Regions from separate parts of the Sus scrofa genome. Here region 1 is linked to region 2. Evidence: chromatin contacts called from public targeted proximity ligation data. All regions are on one chromosome and are shown on one strand. The core of a region is the stretch at or near the end of the contact, and the rest is flanking DNA. Distances in the headings are between cores, read along the strand shown. Region 1 overlaps LOC110260021 (a long non-coding RNA gene). Region 2 overlaps LOC110260019 (a long non-coding RNA gene).

The links.
Region 1: a targeted proximity ligation map of alveolar macrophages shows a contact between it and region 2. A contact is called at or near these places in 1 of 47 Hi-C or Micro-C datasets (epiblast stem cells) and 1 of 2 datasets of targeted methods (alveolar macrophages).

What each region holds. Positions count from the first base shown.
Region 1 is chr3:94,161,961-94,165,811 of Sscrofa11.1, forward strand. All of the region lies in intron 1 of LOC110260021 (a long non-coding RNA gene), which reads left to right. Among named protein-coding and RNA genes, the nearest start is that of EPAS1, 90 kb to the right of the region's middle.
Region 2 is chr3:93,658,931-93,663,052 of Sscrofa11.1, forward strand. The region is part of intron 1 of LOC110260019 (a long non-coding RNA gene); the gene reads right to left. Among named protein-coding and RNA genes, the nearest start is that of MCFD2, 40 kb to the left of the region's middle.

The DNA of each region.
Region 1 (3,851 bases), core at 96-2,595, 500 kb after region 2:
CTGGGCAGCGATGATCTCCGTGTTGCCAACCCAGAGCCACTTTTTTCTTCCTTGTTTCACCTGGGCTTTCAGTCTAATACGTGACCCAGTTCCCTATCCCTCCTTCCTGAAACACCGTTTTGTCTGGGCTTTTGGGGTAGCAAAATCCTGGGAGCTTCCCTGCCGATGGCTGCTTGCGCTCAGCCTCGTGGCTGGCTCCTCTTCTCTTGGACTTCTGTCGGCACCTGCATGGCCCCGCCTCTTAGGGCTCTGTTGTTGGTCTCTGTTCTTACCCCGTAGGTCAAGTCGATCCAGTCTCGGGTTTAAGTACAGTCAGTGCCCACATTCGTCTCTCCAGCCTCAGCTGTTCCAGGTAGGGACTGTTTATCATGCTCCTTCCGCAGGAACGTGGACACAGGCTGTCAGACAGTTAAGGGGCTCCCCAGGGTTACTCAGCTAGAAGCAGCAGAGCCAGGATTTGAACCCGGGGCTGTCCGTCTCCAGGCCTGTGCTGTGAGTGGCCAGGCTGCCCCACTGCCCTCTCCTTCCATCCCAGCTCCCTGTCCCGCCTGCTCCTCAGGGTCTCCCACACGTGCTGCTCATGCTGGCCTCAAGTCTTTTCCCCCCTTGTCCACACCTCCTGGAATGGACCACCCCCCCGACTCTTCCCCTCACCCCTGCTGCGATCCTCTTCCCTCTCAGGTCTGGTTGGGGGATTCTCCAGTTCTGAGGCCCAGGCTCAGGCTGATGAAAACTCCCCCAGGACCTGGGGTCTACCTTAAAGCAGCTGAAGGCTCATTTGTATCTATAAGGTTCATGTTCTCTGGGCTTGAGATGGGGGTCCTTGGCCCAAGTGCATTCCTGGGGACCTTAAAATATGAGCTCTGAGACCAGGACTGCCTGGGAAAATGGGGGCCAGGGGCCTCCATCACTACACACCAGCTCGCATGGGGCTGAGTTATCCAGAGTGGCTTTTATTTTGTTTCTTCTACTAGCTGGTGAGCTCTTGGCGAGACCTTGACTTTGCCAAATAAGTATCATTTAAAGAAAGCGTGTGTGTGTGTGTGTGTGTGTGTGTGTGTGTGTGTGTGAGTGAGTGACAGGGCTAGAGATGTACTTCAAACCCTTTTCCTCCTGGGGCCTGGGAGGCCAAGGAGGCTTCAGTCAAGACGTGAAGGACTTCCTTTAGTTTTTACCAAGGTCACTGAGAGGCCAAGCAGTTCCCACAGGGGCCACTGAGTTCAAAGGAATATTTTGAGGAACTGGGGTGATGCTGTAATCACGATTGTTTGAGAAGAACTGAATGTGCCCTGAGGGAAGAGACCAGGACAGGGCCTGGGAGGTGGCGGCGGGTAGAGCTGTGGTGGAGAGGCCTGGGTACTGGCTGAGAAATTGGGAGCGGATGTCATGGGCAAAGGACACGCGCTGGGCTGGGACACTGGCCCCTTTACTTCTGAGGAGTTGGGCCTCGGTCACTCATGGTGTGACTTTGGGCAAGTCCTGCCCTTTGCCTCCCTGGCTTCGGTTTCCTCATCTCTAAAGCGAGGAGGTTGCAAAAAACAAATGAGGAAGTTGGGCTATGTCATTTCCAGGCCTTTTCCAGCATCTTGAGTCCGTCTGGGAAAATCCATCCAGTGCTGTCTTACTGGCGCCACCCCTGCCTCAAGAAAGCAAGAGCCCGTTCACCTGGTCCCTCCTATGCAGGCCTCCCGATAAAGATTCTTGTTCACGGGAAGCAGAGAATGGGCAGGGCTGGAGATGGTGGAATCTTATATGTTGCGAAGGAAATGGGCCTGCACTGTATCTCCAGAATCTGCAGGTCACCTCCCAGCTCCGATTTGAAATGTGTGTCAGAGACCACGCTTTGGGAGAAGGGTGCACATTGCCCTCCAGGGATCAGAGGGAGTCAGGGCTGGCCCTTCCCCCCTGCTTGGGCTGCCTCCTCCCTCAGCTCTGGGTCTCAGTGTCACCACCCTCCAAAAGAGAGACTTCTCATCTGGAGGCTGCTGACCACGGCAAGTGCTGGGAAGCTGTCCCGCCCTGCCGAGGCTGGCCTGCCTGCAGGAGAGCAGGCCTGGAGGTAAGAGGAACCCCGGTGGCTGAACTATGGCCCTGCTGCCACCCCTGCTCACCTGGCCATGCAGGCACACACCTACTCCTAAGCTGCCTGCACTGTGAAAAGTGAAATATGAAAGCAGGAGTTTTTAATCAGAGTCTAAAGGAGCTCCCACCATGGCTCAGTGGTAGCAAACCCAACTAGCATCCATGAAGATGTAGGTTCGATCCCTGGCCTTGCCCAGTGGGTTAAGGACCTGGTGTTGCCGTGAGCTGTGGTGTAGGTCACAGATACGGCTTGGATCCCATGCTGCTGTGGCTGTGGCTTAGGCTGGCGGCCACAGTTCCAATTGGACCCCTAGCCTGGGAACCTCCCATATGCCGTGGAGCGGCCCTAGAAAAGGCAAAAAAAAAAAAAAAAAATTCAATGTCTTCACTCAATTGCTAGAACCAAACATAAAAGAAGAAAGGATGGCTTGTGTGGGACCATGTCCTGTGCTTGAGCGCCTTGGAGAGGCTGAGTTCCTCTAAGCCACCAGGGACGATGGCCTTGGCGTGCTCCCCACCCCAGCCCAGCTTGCTGGACTCAGAAGCAAGAGGGGCTTGGAGCTGGGCCTCCTGCCAAGGCCTGGAGGCCACAATCACAGCCTTCAGTCCAGACCAAGGACACCTCATATACCCACAGCCCATGGAAATTGTGGAGGGGGGTGGGTGTCAGAATAGCACCCACCCAGGTCTGAGTCCTGGGTTTGCCAGTGCTCCTGAAAGACAGGCTGAAATATGTCATTCACGGAAAAGAAGAAACGGGGACATTTTCAGGAAGTCCAGGATGGTGGGCAGAGCACAGAAAATCCAATCTGAAGGTACAGGCACCAAGTCTGGGAAAAGGAGAAGAGTAAGCAACGGAACCAAAAGGAGGTTAAAGGCTAAAATAATAGTGGCAGGAATGTTCCTTTTGGAAATGAAAACAGAGCCCCAGCAGAAACCGACCTCCCAGCGGGCACAGTCGTTGTGAGCGCAGGAGGCACAGCCAAGACTGGGTTTACGTTTGCTTCTTCCGTGAGCTGGTACCCCCAACTCGCCTCTGCCACCCTCCGTTACATCTGTGCAATGGGTGCCCCCAGGACTGCTCAGCCAGAGGCTCAAGGGAGCCACCAAGATAACTGTGTGGCCTGGACGCTTAGGGGAATGGAGTGCATGACGCGGGACGCTGATCTAGGATTGACTTGTGACTGGAGGGTCCCTCCCAGCCCCGGATCATGCCAGGGCATCACCATCAGGTCATGAGGTGGAAAAAGAAGAACCCGAAACATCAGGGAACCCTTCACGCCCACGTCCAGCTGGGGCTCTGGCCGTGCTCTGTCTCCGTCTTGAGGAGCTCTCTGCCCTTCCCGTGGGCATTCTGCCTGGGAGGCCTGGCAAGCCTTGCCACCTCCACACTCAAGTCTCTCTGAGCCCCAGAGCCCAGGCTGCCCCTCCCACGCAGACCCTTTGTCCCAAGCACTGCGAGCACAGGTAGGCAGCTTGCCGTGTTTTTCTGAAGGTAGGGACCGTGAGTCCTTTCCTCAGGTCCCTCCCAGGATACAGGGAAAGGGCCGTGGGGCAGACAGAACACCTGCAGCCTGGCTTCCCCGTCTTGGGCAGCTGCTAAGTTTTATTGGTTTTCTTAGTCTCTTCTTCTTTCATCTTGTTAGCCGGCCTCTGTGGTCTGACAAAGATCAGTGCCAGTGTTTGTGTTCTGCAAACTATGCAATGAATCGCTTTACAGAGGTGTAGCCCATGATAAGTCCACAGGAAACAAAAAGCCACCAGCAGAG
Region 2 (4,122 bases), core at 1,126-3,625:
TTGGGAAGCACTGGAGGGGACCTTTTAAGGTTTTTATTTAATTAAAACTCCTATCTGGAGTTCCCGGGTAGCTCAGCAGGTTAAGGATCTGGTGTTGTTACTGCTGTGGCTCTGGTTACTGCTGTGGTATGAGTTCAATCCCTGGCCCGGGAACTTCTGTATGCTGCAGGCATGTCTCCCACCTCAAAAAGATAGTACTTTCCGTTTCTTTATTAAATAAGTTAAACATTGCTTATTTAATAAAGAAACAGTAGAAAGCAGAGATAAGCCATGAAAAAAATTATCTTTGATTCCACCATCTAGCAGTGGCCATGTTCACATGGGGTGTGCACCCTGCGAAGGGGACTAGAGTGGCTAAAGGGGGACTTGGCCAGGCCAAGGAGGGCATGAGGCTGGGAGGTGTGGATTAAGGCCAGATTATTCTGTGTCACCAGGAGCCCTGTGGAGAAAGGTCATGGGCCTTGTCCTCAGACCTGTGGTCAAAACCTGACCCTGGCCTCTTCCTAGTTGTGTTTGACCTTGAACAAGTCACTCAACTTTTCTGAACCTTTACTTGCTCATCTCTGAGATGGGAACGGTAGCATCTACCTCATGGGATGAAATGAGAATGAACGCGTCTCGTGCCTGGCACGTGGTAGAAGCCGTTTGGCAGTGGCAGTCCCTCCCCAGGGAGTTTGGATTGTCCCCTGTGCAGTTGTATTTCAGCCAGGGCGGGGAAAATCGATTCATGACTGTGTGGCTCTTTGAAGATCATTTACAGGCTCACAGGACCCAGGCCAGTGAGACATGAGAGGACACGCACCATCCTCGGCTGCTGGAGAGGGGGCTTCATTGGTGCAGTCCTTCCTGGGAGAGAAGGTAGATGTTAGGCCTCAAGACACTTGAAAACCCCATTGCCTCCCCTGTCATCCAGTGATGCTCCTGTAAATAACTGTCTGATGGAGATGACAATGGCATTCTATCTTAATGTTGTTTGCCACGGAAAAAATGACATGTAAGCTATCAGACGACAGAGCACATGCGTGTAACCCTGACATGTAAACACTGCGAGTAATGAGTCAAGCTTGAAGTCCAGGTTTGTTAACCCAAAACGATGTTTGTAATAAATCATTGAAGGGAAATAACAAGCATGGATGTGCAGGTGGATTTCATATTTGTAAAAATTATGCTTGTACCCACATTTGTATAGAAAATGTTTTTGGATGAGTTCTAGGCCCTCATCCTTGGGTTTAAGACACCCTCTATTCCTTAAACAGAGTTTCCCGAGGCCAGCTCCAGGGAGCATTAGTTCCTGGTGGCCAAATCTGTCTGGACTAATTCAGAAACAAGCCCTTCTGCTTGCAGGGTTCGTGTTCTTCAGAATGCTCCCCAGATCAGAAAACAGACCCCTTCCTGCCTCAGTTGCCCCTGGATGGGGTTGGGGAGGCCTGTGAAGACCAGCTTCCCTTGGCCCTGTCCGCCCAGGGGAAGGCAGGCTTCCACCGAAGCCAGAGAGGCTCTGTGCATTAACCGTGTAAGGAATAGAGGGGGTCAAGGTCAACACTGGCCTTGGGACATTAGCCCAAAAGTATTTAGGGGAATCCATTATGTGCAATGCGATGTGCCAGGTGTACAAAGATGAATGAGCTACAGCTGTTGCCCTAAGGAGCTCAGCCTAGTGGGGAGACCCAAACCAATCCCTTTTTTTTAGGGTTGTACCCAGGGCATATGCAGGTTCCCAGGCTAGGGGTCAAATTGGAGCTATAGCTGCTGACCTACACCACAGCCATACCCCCACCAGATCTGAGCTATGTCTGCAACCTTCACCACAGCTCATAGCAACACCAGATCCTTAACCCACTGAGCAAGGCCAGGGATTGAACCCACGTCCTCATGGATCCTAGTCGGGTTCATTAACTGCTGAGCTTTGAAGGGAACTTCCCCAAACCAGCTTGATGTGATTGATAAATGGGGAGGGGGGTGACCCAGGAGAGGAGGGGGTGCCCTCCTTGGGGGAGCAGGGAGCAGTCTTTCCCCACTGCACCAGAATAGTTATCCATCAATGTAGGCATTCCTTGCTTTGTTTAGCCAGCTACCCATTAGCCAACCACCTAAGGGATGGTTCCAGAAGCTTATACTCTACAGTCTTGACCCTGTCATCTTTAACACACAAGCTTGTGATTGAAGGACAGTCATTTTTAGGAAATAGTGATTTTACAGGGAGATACTGCCCCATGTGCACTCCGGGGGTGAGGGGTGTAAGCATGCACACACACACACACACGCACACACGGGCATGCATGCGTGCAAATTCACAAGCCCAGAGTGAGCTGAGAAAAGTCAGCTTCGCCTACAGTCTGACTGATTCCTCTAAGGATCATCAACACAAACAATGCAGGGGTGACTCATCGCCTGTGACTCACAGCGCTGTGGGACTAAGGTCCTGCCCGCACAGGGCAAACATCATAGTATTTGTCCTTCTGTCCCCTGAGGGGGAGGGTTCCCCCCAGCCCAACCTCCACCTCTAAACCAGGTGAGCCTGGACGGGGGCAGCTTATGATGTAGAAAGTAAGGGAGCATTCTAGAGAAACTCACCTGATCTGGGCAACAGGGGTGATGGGAGGCGGGGTTTCTTTATTCAAGGATTTACAGAAGATGTATTTCAACACAGCATTCCCCACTGGGCATTCAGAACAGGGTATGATTCCCCCCCCCAAAAAAAACCAAACGATTTCTTGGTATCTTTTCAGGAATCCATTGATTGTGCAAAGTGAGGTTAGTGTGCTGGAGTGAGGAATATGGGGGTGAGGTGGGGAGCAGAAATTCCCAGTTGAAAAGTCAGAGAGGGTTTTGGACCATTGAGGCCACTTCCTCCCACCACCCTGGGCCTTGTGACTTGCTGATTCCCTGTCCTCGCCTTTACCCTCTTCCAGCTACCATCCCCCCCCACCCCCGCCCCAATCTGGCCCTGCACTCAGGGCTGGAGCCCGAGGGGAGGGGCTGCCCTGCTCCTTGCTGGCAGCTTGACTCTCTTCAGCTGCTCCTGAGAACACTGTTCCAGAGGATCAGGTTCCTGCCTCTGCCCCCGGGATTTATCAAGCAGTCACTGTGGATCTGCGATGTCTAGGATGATAGGGGGATGAGGGTGGGACAAAAGAGGCCAGTCCTTTAGCCAGGAGCCAGGAGTCCCATGTGATGTACCTAGGGAAGGGGAACTTTAAATGTTTACCCTGGGAGTTCTCATTGTGGCTCAGTGGAATCCGACTAGGAACCATGAGGTTGTGGGTTCAATCCCTGGCCTTGCTCAGTGGGTTAAGGATCCGACATTGCTGTGAGCTGTGGTGTAGGTTGCAGACACGGCTCAGATCCTGTGTTGCTGTGGCTGTGGTGTAGGCTGGCAGCTACAGCTCCGATTAGACCCCTAGCCTGGGAACCTCCATATGCCGTGGGAGTAGCCCCAGAAACGGCAAAAAGAGAAACAACAAAAAACAGAAAAAAAAACCTCTTACCCTGGAGTGGAGGTGCACAGAAAGACTGTCTTTCGGAGGCCAGCCTTCAGTTTGGAGATGCAGTTGCCTTCTAGACCAAGCATCCATAGTTCTGGGCAACCAGATGCCCAGGTCAGTAGGTCAGTAACTTGGGGATGTCCCAGTTTGGAGGAGATGTGGCCTTTATCTTTGAGACAGTCAAAGGAATGCCTTTAAGGCATCCTTGGTCTGAAAGGGAAGCTGGAATTTCTCCCTTTCCCGTTTCCCATCCTTCAAAGCAATTAATTAATGTTGGCAGCGGGAACCCACGGTGGGCAGAGGAGCCTGGGACTTCCACTCCTCCCGCCAGAGCCACTCACAAGCGAAGCCTGAAGTGTGGCCTTGTCTGTCAGATTGTTGCAGAGACTGAAGGAGCTCTTTGATAAGAAAGTGCTAAATAACAAAACATGAATTATAGAGAACGTAGAAACCAGGGCCTACAGATTGGTTGGCTGGATGTCAGGCCCCTAAGGGTCTTCTAAAGACTGGACCTCTCCCTCCTCTTGGAGGTGGTCACCAGGCCAGCACCTGGGAGCAGGCAGCCTCCTGCAGGACCACAGGGCAGAGGTGAGGAGTTAAAGAAAGGCAGTGAGACTGCTGTGCTGGGGGTGGGGAG